2 separate regions of the Rattus norvegicus genome follow, and region 1 is linked to region 2. Evidence: chromatin contacts called from public Hi-C data. All regions are on one chromosome and are shown on one strand. Each heading gives the region's core, a stretch centred on a gene start, on an enhancer-like site or on the middle of the called end of the contact. The rest is flanking DNA. Distances are from core to core; before and after follow the strand shown.

Region 1 (4,642 bases), core at 686-3,185, 44 kb before region 2:
ATGTCAGGCAAACACTGTACCAGCTTCATCTCCAAGCCTAGTCAAAGACAAAAGATGAGCCCTAAAGAAGTGACACAAAACCCAGGTGTCTGTCTCACACAGTTTATTTAACAATAGGTAATAAGAAATCAAATTTAACAGTCTATACAGTGATCCAAAGTTCATATTTATAAGTAATCAACCTTAATTGCATGATTTACAACAGTTGAGGGTTTTTGCTTTCTATTTTCAAGTTTTACAGAAAGTGTACGTGTGGGGCAGAGTAAGGAAGAAAGCAAGTGAAGAAACCTCAGACATTTGCATGTTAAAATCACCCCACTGGAGTCATTTCTTACCCTCTTTTTTTTTTTCCTTTGTTAGATGTAAAAATAACAAAAAAATTCTCTCAAGAAACAGAAACCACAATATTATAATACATCAATTTGGCAGCTGCCCCTGTATATTATGAAAAAGTCATTTTTTTTCTCTACATGTACAAATTATCTTAATACTTGAAGTTTTACCCTTAGACTTACGGAATAGAAAATTTTCTGGAGCACAAAAGTTGACTTGAGGGGTGGAAAGAGGAGGCTTTTTAATTTTTTTAAATGTTTTTAAAAGAATGAACATCTTTGCACCCAGAGAAAAAAATTGGTATTTTAATATATTTATATATATTTATATATATATATATATAATGTAATTTTACGTAACATTAACCCCTTTTGTCCTCTGGTTTTAGAAATGTTCTTTTTTTTTAAATTCTTTCATAAAGTGAGGAAAATAGGGAAAAATGTCAACCATCTGCACCAGTAAATAATAACTATTAATATTACATATTTTCATTAATTTAAAAAAAATAATAAAACCTATTGGAGGTGCAAGGCAGGAGCATATGGTTGGCTTCAGACCTCAGTTGCCTCCCAGTGCACACTTGAACCACACACACAAGGGGGAAAAAGGGCTGGGGTAACCAGCCATAACAAAAATATATTCTCTGTAATCTATTATCCCTCAGGTTCATCTGGCATGTTTGCTTTAAACCATAAATGGCTACTGCACAGTTCTTACATGTTCCAAGGAAAATGGGTCTTTTAGGCTAAGAAAGATTCAAAAAAATTGTTTTCAGTACAAAAAGTCTTGTTAAGAGAAAATAATCTTTTGCTCCCAAAATACTACAAGGTGTCTCTAGTGTATGTCTAGTGTACTCTGTGAGAGGTTTGAACTCAAGTCTGCACTATCGGCGCTCAGTCCCAGGTCCGTGGCACTTGCACCGTGGAGGTTTGCCATGCCTGGATTGCTAGCGAGCTGTGAAAGCATTGAATTCTGGTCTGGGCTGGCAAAATGCCCTTGTTCCATGGGGTTGGCAGCCTGGGCAGCTACCAGTCCAGGGTGTGGGGAACTGGTCTGTGGAGAAACATGGTGTGGAGAAGGCTGAGGCTGCATCCTCGGAGACGGGCTGGAATGGGGGGGCTGAGACTGTGGTCGAGGAGAAGGGACAGGCTGGGGAGAGCGCACTTGATTGGAGAGAGAATTAGGGATTTGTTGACCTTGTAGGTGTGGGGACTGTGCCTGATTTGGGAGCATATGCTGCTGTGGGCTCATAGGGTTGGGCTGAGCAGGAGACCCCATCTGCTGCTGAAGGAGTCGCTGCTGATAGGCCTGTAGACTGGCTCCCGCCTCAGCCCCCAAAGCCTGGGGAAGCTGACCCATCTGTCCCATATTTCCTTGCTGCATTTGCTGCATGTGATGCTGCATTCGCTGCTGTTGCTGCTGCTGCTGCTGTTGGGGTGGATAGCCAATTCCTTGGGGCTGCTGGAACTGGTTGTGGTTGGCCATTCCAGGGCCAATTCCTGGCCCTGCTCCCTGCTGTTGCATCATCTGACGTCTTAAGATGTCTCTGAACTGTGAAGGCATGGTGTTGTGATTCATGTTCATTTGCTGAGCTTGGGGACTCATCCCTCCCATGGGTGGCTGGAGCTGCTGCTGAGGCTGCTGCTGAGGCAAGCCAGCTCTCTGGACTCCTGCCTGCATAGGATTCATGTTCTGCAAGGCTGGGTTGGAGTGGACACCTTGCTGACCTGGCATGGTCGGTGGCTGCAGCCCTGGCTGTCCCTGGGGCATGCCAGGCTGTCCAGGGAGAGGCTGTGGATTAGAGTTGGCATACTTGGCAGCCCGCTGCTTGATGAATGCAGCCAACAGTTGGGGGTTGGCATGAAGGATACTAAGCACCTGTTGCTGCTGTAAGGGAGAACTGGGAGACCTGAGAGTCCGCAAAAGGTTTTGTAAGGCTTGTTGAGACACAGTGCCTGGCTTGAGAGGGCTCACACCTACTTGGCCCAATCCTGGCTGTGGAGCCATGTTCAAAGGCTGACCATGCTGGGCCACTGACATCATGGCTGGCCTTGGCATCCCTGACTGCATCTGCTGGGGCTGAGGCATTCCTCCTTGGGCCCAAGGTGGCTGCTGCTGCATTCCTGCGGGACCCATTCCTGGATCCAAATGTCCACCAGGACCTCTGGCCATAGGAGGTGGGTTCATACCCATAGGGGCCATAGGTGCCATCTGGTGCTGGATTGGCCTTTGGAAAATTTGTACATGGGCCATCTGGCGCTGTGTCTCTGCTGCCCTCTGAATCTGCATTGCCATCTCTACTGCTGCGGGTGGAGGCCCTGGAAGTGGGGGCTGAGCAGTCTGAGGTGGGGTTGGTGGGGTTACTTGGCCTGCTGCCTTACCCTGGGACACAGGGCCAGCAGTTTGAGTCCTGGGTAAGTAGGGTGTCATGTTGTTGGGAGGAGTGGGCTGCGGTTGAGAGGTGGGTTGGGGCTGGGGTGTCTGTGGGGTGGCTGGCTGTTGGCCAGTTGGGGTAGTTGGAGTAGCAGGAGTTGGGGACGGCAGGCCCTGCTGCTGCCCCGCCACCCCAGTCCGTTGCATGCTGGCCATCCTCCTGCGCAGCATCTGAGCCTGTTGGAGCCGGTGCTGCAGCTGCTGCTGCCGGAGCTTCTGTTTGATGTTGAGGCAGAACGGCACCGGGCACTTGTTCTCCTGGCAGTGCTTGGCATGGTAGCAGCAAAGGGCAATGAGCTGCTTGCAAATGGGGCACCCACCGTTGGTTTTCCGTTTGCAGCCTTTGGTGTGCTGCACCACCCTCTTCATCTTCTGGCAGGAAGGGAGGGAGCAGTTGGCATTGCGGCACTGGCAGGCGTGCACCAGCGACTGGATGCAGCGTTGGATGCTCAGGCGACGAGAGTCTCCTGGGCTCTGTGTGGCTGCGGCTTGCTGGTTGTTGCTCTCGTCATCCAAGCCCAGGCCTAATTTCTCCATTTTGTGGTCATGATTTTTAGTGTTGTAACAGGTGATACACAGGTCATAATCCTGAAGGAGAAAAAAACCAGAAGATGCAGTTGACTCTGCAGGACTGAAACAAAAGCTCCCTTTATAAAACAAAACCAATCTCTTCAGCTGTCACTCCCAACAAGAGGCAGATGTTTGTAACGTGTAATTCGTACAATGGGGACCAGTGTGTCCTGTCGTGTCTCCCCACATGCAACACCTACCTCACACACAGTGCAGTGCCAGCGTGTCTCCACGTGGTGCTTGCACTCATTGCAGGTGTAGACAAAGCGATCTTGACTCTGTGTGTGCAGCTCCACCAGCATGCACATGGTAGACCACTGGGCTCTTCGAAGTGAAGAGAATTCCAGGTGCTTATCCCTTGCAAGGGTGAGGAATGCATCTCTACCATCCATCAGGTCGCAGGGGATGAGAGGGTCAGGATCAACAATGGGAGGCAGGGAGTTGGGAGCAGGACAAGCGATGAGGCGGATTACAAAGAAGACCTGCCAACAGACAAGGCTCACTGTGACTCTGGAACTATAATGCCACTGCAACAGAAAGGCACCAGAGGAGAGGCGCACACAGCAGGAGTGGGTTCAGGGTCAGCTGAAACCCTTCTTCATCCTTGTTCATCTTGAGACTTTAAAGAATTTAAAACTCAAGACCAGATATAGTGAGTGGCTCACACCTTTAATCACAGCACTCAAGAGGCAGAGGTAGGAGTCTGAGGTCAGCCTGGTCTATGAAGAAAGTTCTAGAACAGCCATGGCTGTCTCATAGAGAAACACTAGCTTGAAAAAACAAACAAAACAAAACCCTAAGACTTATATCCTGTTACTTCATTTCAGTAAAACTTCAAAAAACAAGCAAACCTTTCTCAGATTCTACTTTAAAAATGTATGTGCATGTACCTTACATTTTTTTTTGTGCATGAATGTTTTGCTTGCATGAGTCTGTACCGCTTGTGTGCCTCTTACCCCAGGCAAGAAAATTTATCATCTGCCCTCTATCATTGGCCAGTTCCGGAGGTTGAAAATTTGTATAAATTGGCATAAAAATCCTAGTCGTGAATCTGAAATGTACCTACACAGTCTGAGATTAGATATCCACCTTTGGTTTTCCATTTGCAGGGTATCGTAAGATTAGATAAGTCTGGATAGATAGTTTAGTGATTAAGAGGACCAGAGTTTAAGTCCCAGCAGCCACAAGAGCGCTCACATGTCTTTACTCCACTTCTGAGGGTTTTACCCCCCTCTTCTGGACACTATGAACACTTGATGCATGTGGTGCACACACACATATATTCCTGGAGGCAAAGCAAGCACTC
Region 2 (3,966 bases), core at 571-3,070:
TAAGTAGAAACTGAACCACCTGCACAGGTGTGGCTCCATCTCCACAGATTAAAGGTGCGCCCCAGCATGCCTAGCGTGCCCCCTTTCTTTGGTCTGTTTAAGATCTGAAATCAGCTCAGATTGACCTGGAGCTTGCTATGTAGATATGACTGGCCTAAGTTTATTGGAAGCCACCTTACTGGGAATTTTAAACAGATGAAAACTGTCCATTACAGATGCTACTTCATGAAGCCTAACCATAGCCACTCATGGACTTAGTTCCATCCCCACAGAGAAAAACAAAAAATCACTTTGTTAACTGAAAATAACTTTGTTACATTAATAGAAATAAGATTAGTGACACACACACACACACAACAAAAGAAAGAAAGAAAGAAAGAAAGAAAGAAAGAAAGAAAGAAAGAGAGAGAGAGAGAGAAAGAAAATTAGTATTCACAGCCCTTGAGAGAAGCCTGTGTTTGTCTTTAAGAGCAGAAAGGTTCTATTTTCCTATCCTTCAGTAACAATGCTTACCAGAGAACCTGCTGACAGACTTGCTGTAGTACACATTTACTCTTACTTTGAATTAGTCTTCCAACTGATGAATAGGTGCAGCCAATAAAAATCCATGAGGAAATTTTACAAAGTAAAATTCCATTCCAAGGCACAAGGGTGATAGACATCATGTATCTTAAGGATCCAAGTATATATAATACCAGTGTGTTAAATGCCAGCTTAATATGTTCACAAAATGGCTCAATAGGTAATTGTAATGACCTGAGTACAGTTCAAGACTAACATTAGAGAAAACTAACTTCTGCAAGCTGACTTCTGACATCCACAAGTTTACCATGGCATTGTGCACACATCTATTCTGTATGCACATAAATGCTAAAAAGAGAAAAGAGCCAGGCAGAGGTAGAGCAGAGGCAGACAGACCTCTGAGTTTAAGGACAGCCTGGGTCTACAGAGCAACTTCCAGGACAACCAGGGCTACACAGAGAAACCACGTCTCCAAAAACCAAAATGAAGGGAAGAGGAGGAAAAAAAAGAAGGAAAACAAAAAGAAAAGACAAGAAGAAAAGATCTTAATGAAGCAGTGTTAAGAACTCACCATGTTGGGCATTCCCCCACCAGTAACTGCTTTTTTGTCCATTGCAAATGGAGAAAGGTTATTTGGTAAAACAGTCTTTGTCTGAATTTGGAGACCAAGGCCACTTGCTCCAATCTGCTGTCCAGAATTCTGAGTGTATGGTGAACCATAAGGAGTGGGATTGCTCATCATTCCCATCTGCACAAAATTAGAAAACAAAATGTCATTCTCTATATTACTAAGCCTTCACCATGACCATACTTCATGTTCTATATTAGAAAACCATTTTAAATAAAATCCTTTGATTATTCTAAAAACATACTGAAAGACTCAGGAATATAGCTTAGCAGGTAAAGGTGCTTACTGTATGTAAAATTCTATCAACCTGAATTTGATCCCCTATATACCTGTAACCTATGACTCCACAAGGCCCTCTTACACCCGTACTCCTGGTACATGTTCTTAATGCACATACAATCAAAGTAAATACAACCCAAGTTTAAAAACTAAAGCACATTGGGGCTAGGGATTTAGCTCAGTGGTAGAGCGCTTACCTAGGAAGTGCAAGGCCCTGGGTTCGGTCCCCAGCTCCGAAAAAAAGAACCACAATAAAAGTATATGCTTAGCAAATTACATTTCACAAATTAAGGTTAAAAAAAAAAAATCTGAGTAACAGGTAGAGGCTACAGGATCAAAAATTTCAAGGTCACCCTCGACTATAGAACTAGAGCTACATCAAACTTTTTTTTTTTAAGATTTATGTATTTATTATATATAAATACACTGTAGCAGCGGGGCTTGCCTTCCTCTTTCCGCCATCTTGGCGCCTTTGGAAGCCCACTGGGAACAGGACTTCTAAAAAAACAAGTATGTCTGGAAGGCTGTGGTGCAAGGCCATTTTTGCTGGCTACAAGCCAGGCCTCCTGAACCAAAGAGAGTACACGGCTCTTCTTAAAATTGAAGGTGTTTATGCCCGAGATGAAACTGAGTTCTACTTAGGCAAGAGGTGTGTTTATGTGTACAAAGCAAAAAACAATACAGTGACTCCTGGAGGCAAACCAAACAAAACCAGAGTGATCTGGGGAAAAGTAACTCGGGCCCATGGAAAAAGTGGCATGGTTCATGCCAAATTCCGAAGCAACCTTCCTGCAAAGGCCATTGGACACAGAATCCGTGTGATGCTGTACCCATCCCGGATTTAAACTAATGGAGAGTAAATAAATAAAAGTAGATTTGTGCTCTTGAAAATAAATAAATGAACAAACACACACACACACACACACACACACACACACACACACACACACACAGTAGCTGTTCAGACACACAAGAAGAGGGCATCAGATCTCATTACAGATGGTTGTAAGCCACCATGTGGTTGCTGGGATTTGAACTCAGGACCTCTGGAAGAGCAGTCAGTACTCTTAACCATTGAGCCATCTCTCCAGCCCCTATATCAAACTTTTTAAAAAACTATCTTCTTTGTGCTCAGTTTATCTGGAGCCACCCCACTACAAAATGAAGAATGTTAATTTTTTTACACTGGCTTTGTTTGTGTATTCATGTGTGCCCATGCACACACATTGGCACGCACTTAACCATAGTAGTGCATGTAAAGAAGTTAGAAGACTATCTGATCTGAGTCAATGACACCAGGCCTGGCAAGTGTCTTTACCTACCAACACATCTCAAAACAGTCTCTCACTAAACTTGGATCTTCCTGATTAGGCCAAGGAGCCTGGCCATCACCTCTCCACTGTTGAAATTAACATGCCACCAGAGCCAGCTTTTTACTTGGATGCTAGGGACTTATTATTAAGTCCCTGTGCTTTCGTGGCAAGCATTTTACCAAATAATCTTTCTTAACCCCCACCTCAACTGCATATTCATACCAGGCTTGGTTCTGTGAGACCTATAATCCCAGCACAATTACCAGCTCTATGCCAGTCACATTTCCACTCTCATGTGACTGCTAATATTACCTTGTAAAGGAAACATTAAGATCACAATTATGTTCTTTAGTACCACCACTTACACTCTTTTCTTTTACGACATAATCTGCTATGTAACCAAGGCTGCCTTGGAAGTGCAATCCCCCTGCTCAGCCTCCCATGGCTGGATCATAAACATGAACCACCACAACTATGCTTATTTTGTGAGTGTTCTGCCTGGATGTATGTCTGTGTACCACTAACATGCAGTGCTTTTTAAGAACAGTAGAGGGCATCAGATCCCTGTAACTGGTGTTAAGGTTGGCTACAACATAGATTCTGGGAATAGTGACTGGGTCCTCTGAATGGGGAGAATTAGTGCTCCTAATTACTGAACCATTTCTTCAATCCTTTGCTTATTTAGATTTTAAAGTAGTATTCTAAAATAGTTATAATATTCATACCTATACTGAGTTACAGTGCATTTAACCATGTCCTTAATTAAAATGAAAATTTACTGAGACATAGTATAAAAGCCAGTTTACCACAGAACTTTGAATGACACAATAAAACACGTAACAAAATGTTTCTAAAAGTTCACAGAATAAAATGTAGACATTTGTAAGCTGCCTCAGTGTCTATAAATAATTATGTCAGCATTCACATATATCTCAGTACAAACTGGTGTTGTATCTGAGAATTCCCACCATCCCATTATTATACTTTCTGTCTCTTGAAGCCTTCCTTTTCTTTCTCCCCCACCAAACAGAATTAAAGATAGAACTATGTTTATGTCTGCTACACTGATGTTATTTAATCTCACTTCCTTTTATAGCTGATAATTCCTGATGTTCAATTACCCACCATAACACAGACACTGACCTAACCTGAAAAGGCAAAGAAAGGACCAATGTTGTAATCCCAGATTGAAACATTTCACCCTGCTGGGAGTTCCTTAAATAG

Evidence for each region. Hi-C and Micro-C count contacts between places; a contact is called where the count stands out from the background.
Region 1: a Hi-C map of the Rat2 cell line shows a contact between it and region 2, with 2.1 times the contacts expected there. The contact joins the enhancer-like site here to the promoter of Rps35al1 in region 2. A contact is called at or near these places in 9 of 12 Hi-C or Micro-C datasets (the A7r5 cell line, the Rat2 cell line, frontal cortex and 6 more).

Annotation. Positions count from the first base shown.
Region 1 is chr7:115,054,099-115,058,740 of GRCr8, reverse strand. Ep300 (E1A binding protein p300) reads right to left here. Exons shown (of 31, transcript XM_063264683.1): 30 at 3,537-3,818; 31 at 89-3,354. The coding sequence ends at 1,168. Among named protein-coding and RNA genes, the nearest start is that of L3mbtl2, 10 kb to the left of the region's middle. Within about 2 kb of position 1,935, at least 18 of the 93 cell types and tissues checked have an H3K27ac peak or open chromatin away from gene starts, as enhancers often do.
Region 2 is chr7:115,011,131-115,015,096 of GRCr8, reverse strand. Rps35al1 (ribosomal protein L35A like 1) reads left to right here and starts at 1,820. Exons shown (of 1, transcript XM_039080288.2): 1 at 1,820-2,336. The coding sequence starts at 1,942. The coding sequence ends at 2,274. Ep300 (E1A binding protein p300) reads right to left here. Exons shown (of 31, transcript XM_063264683.1): 3 at 1,094-1,270.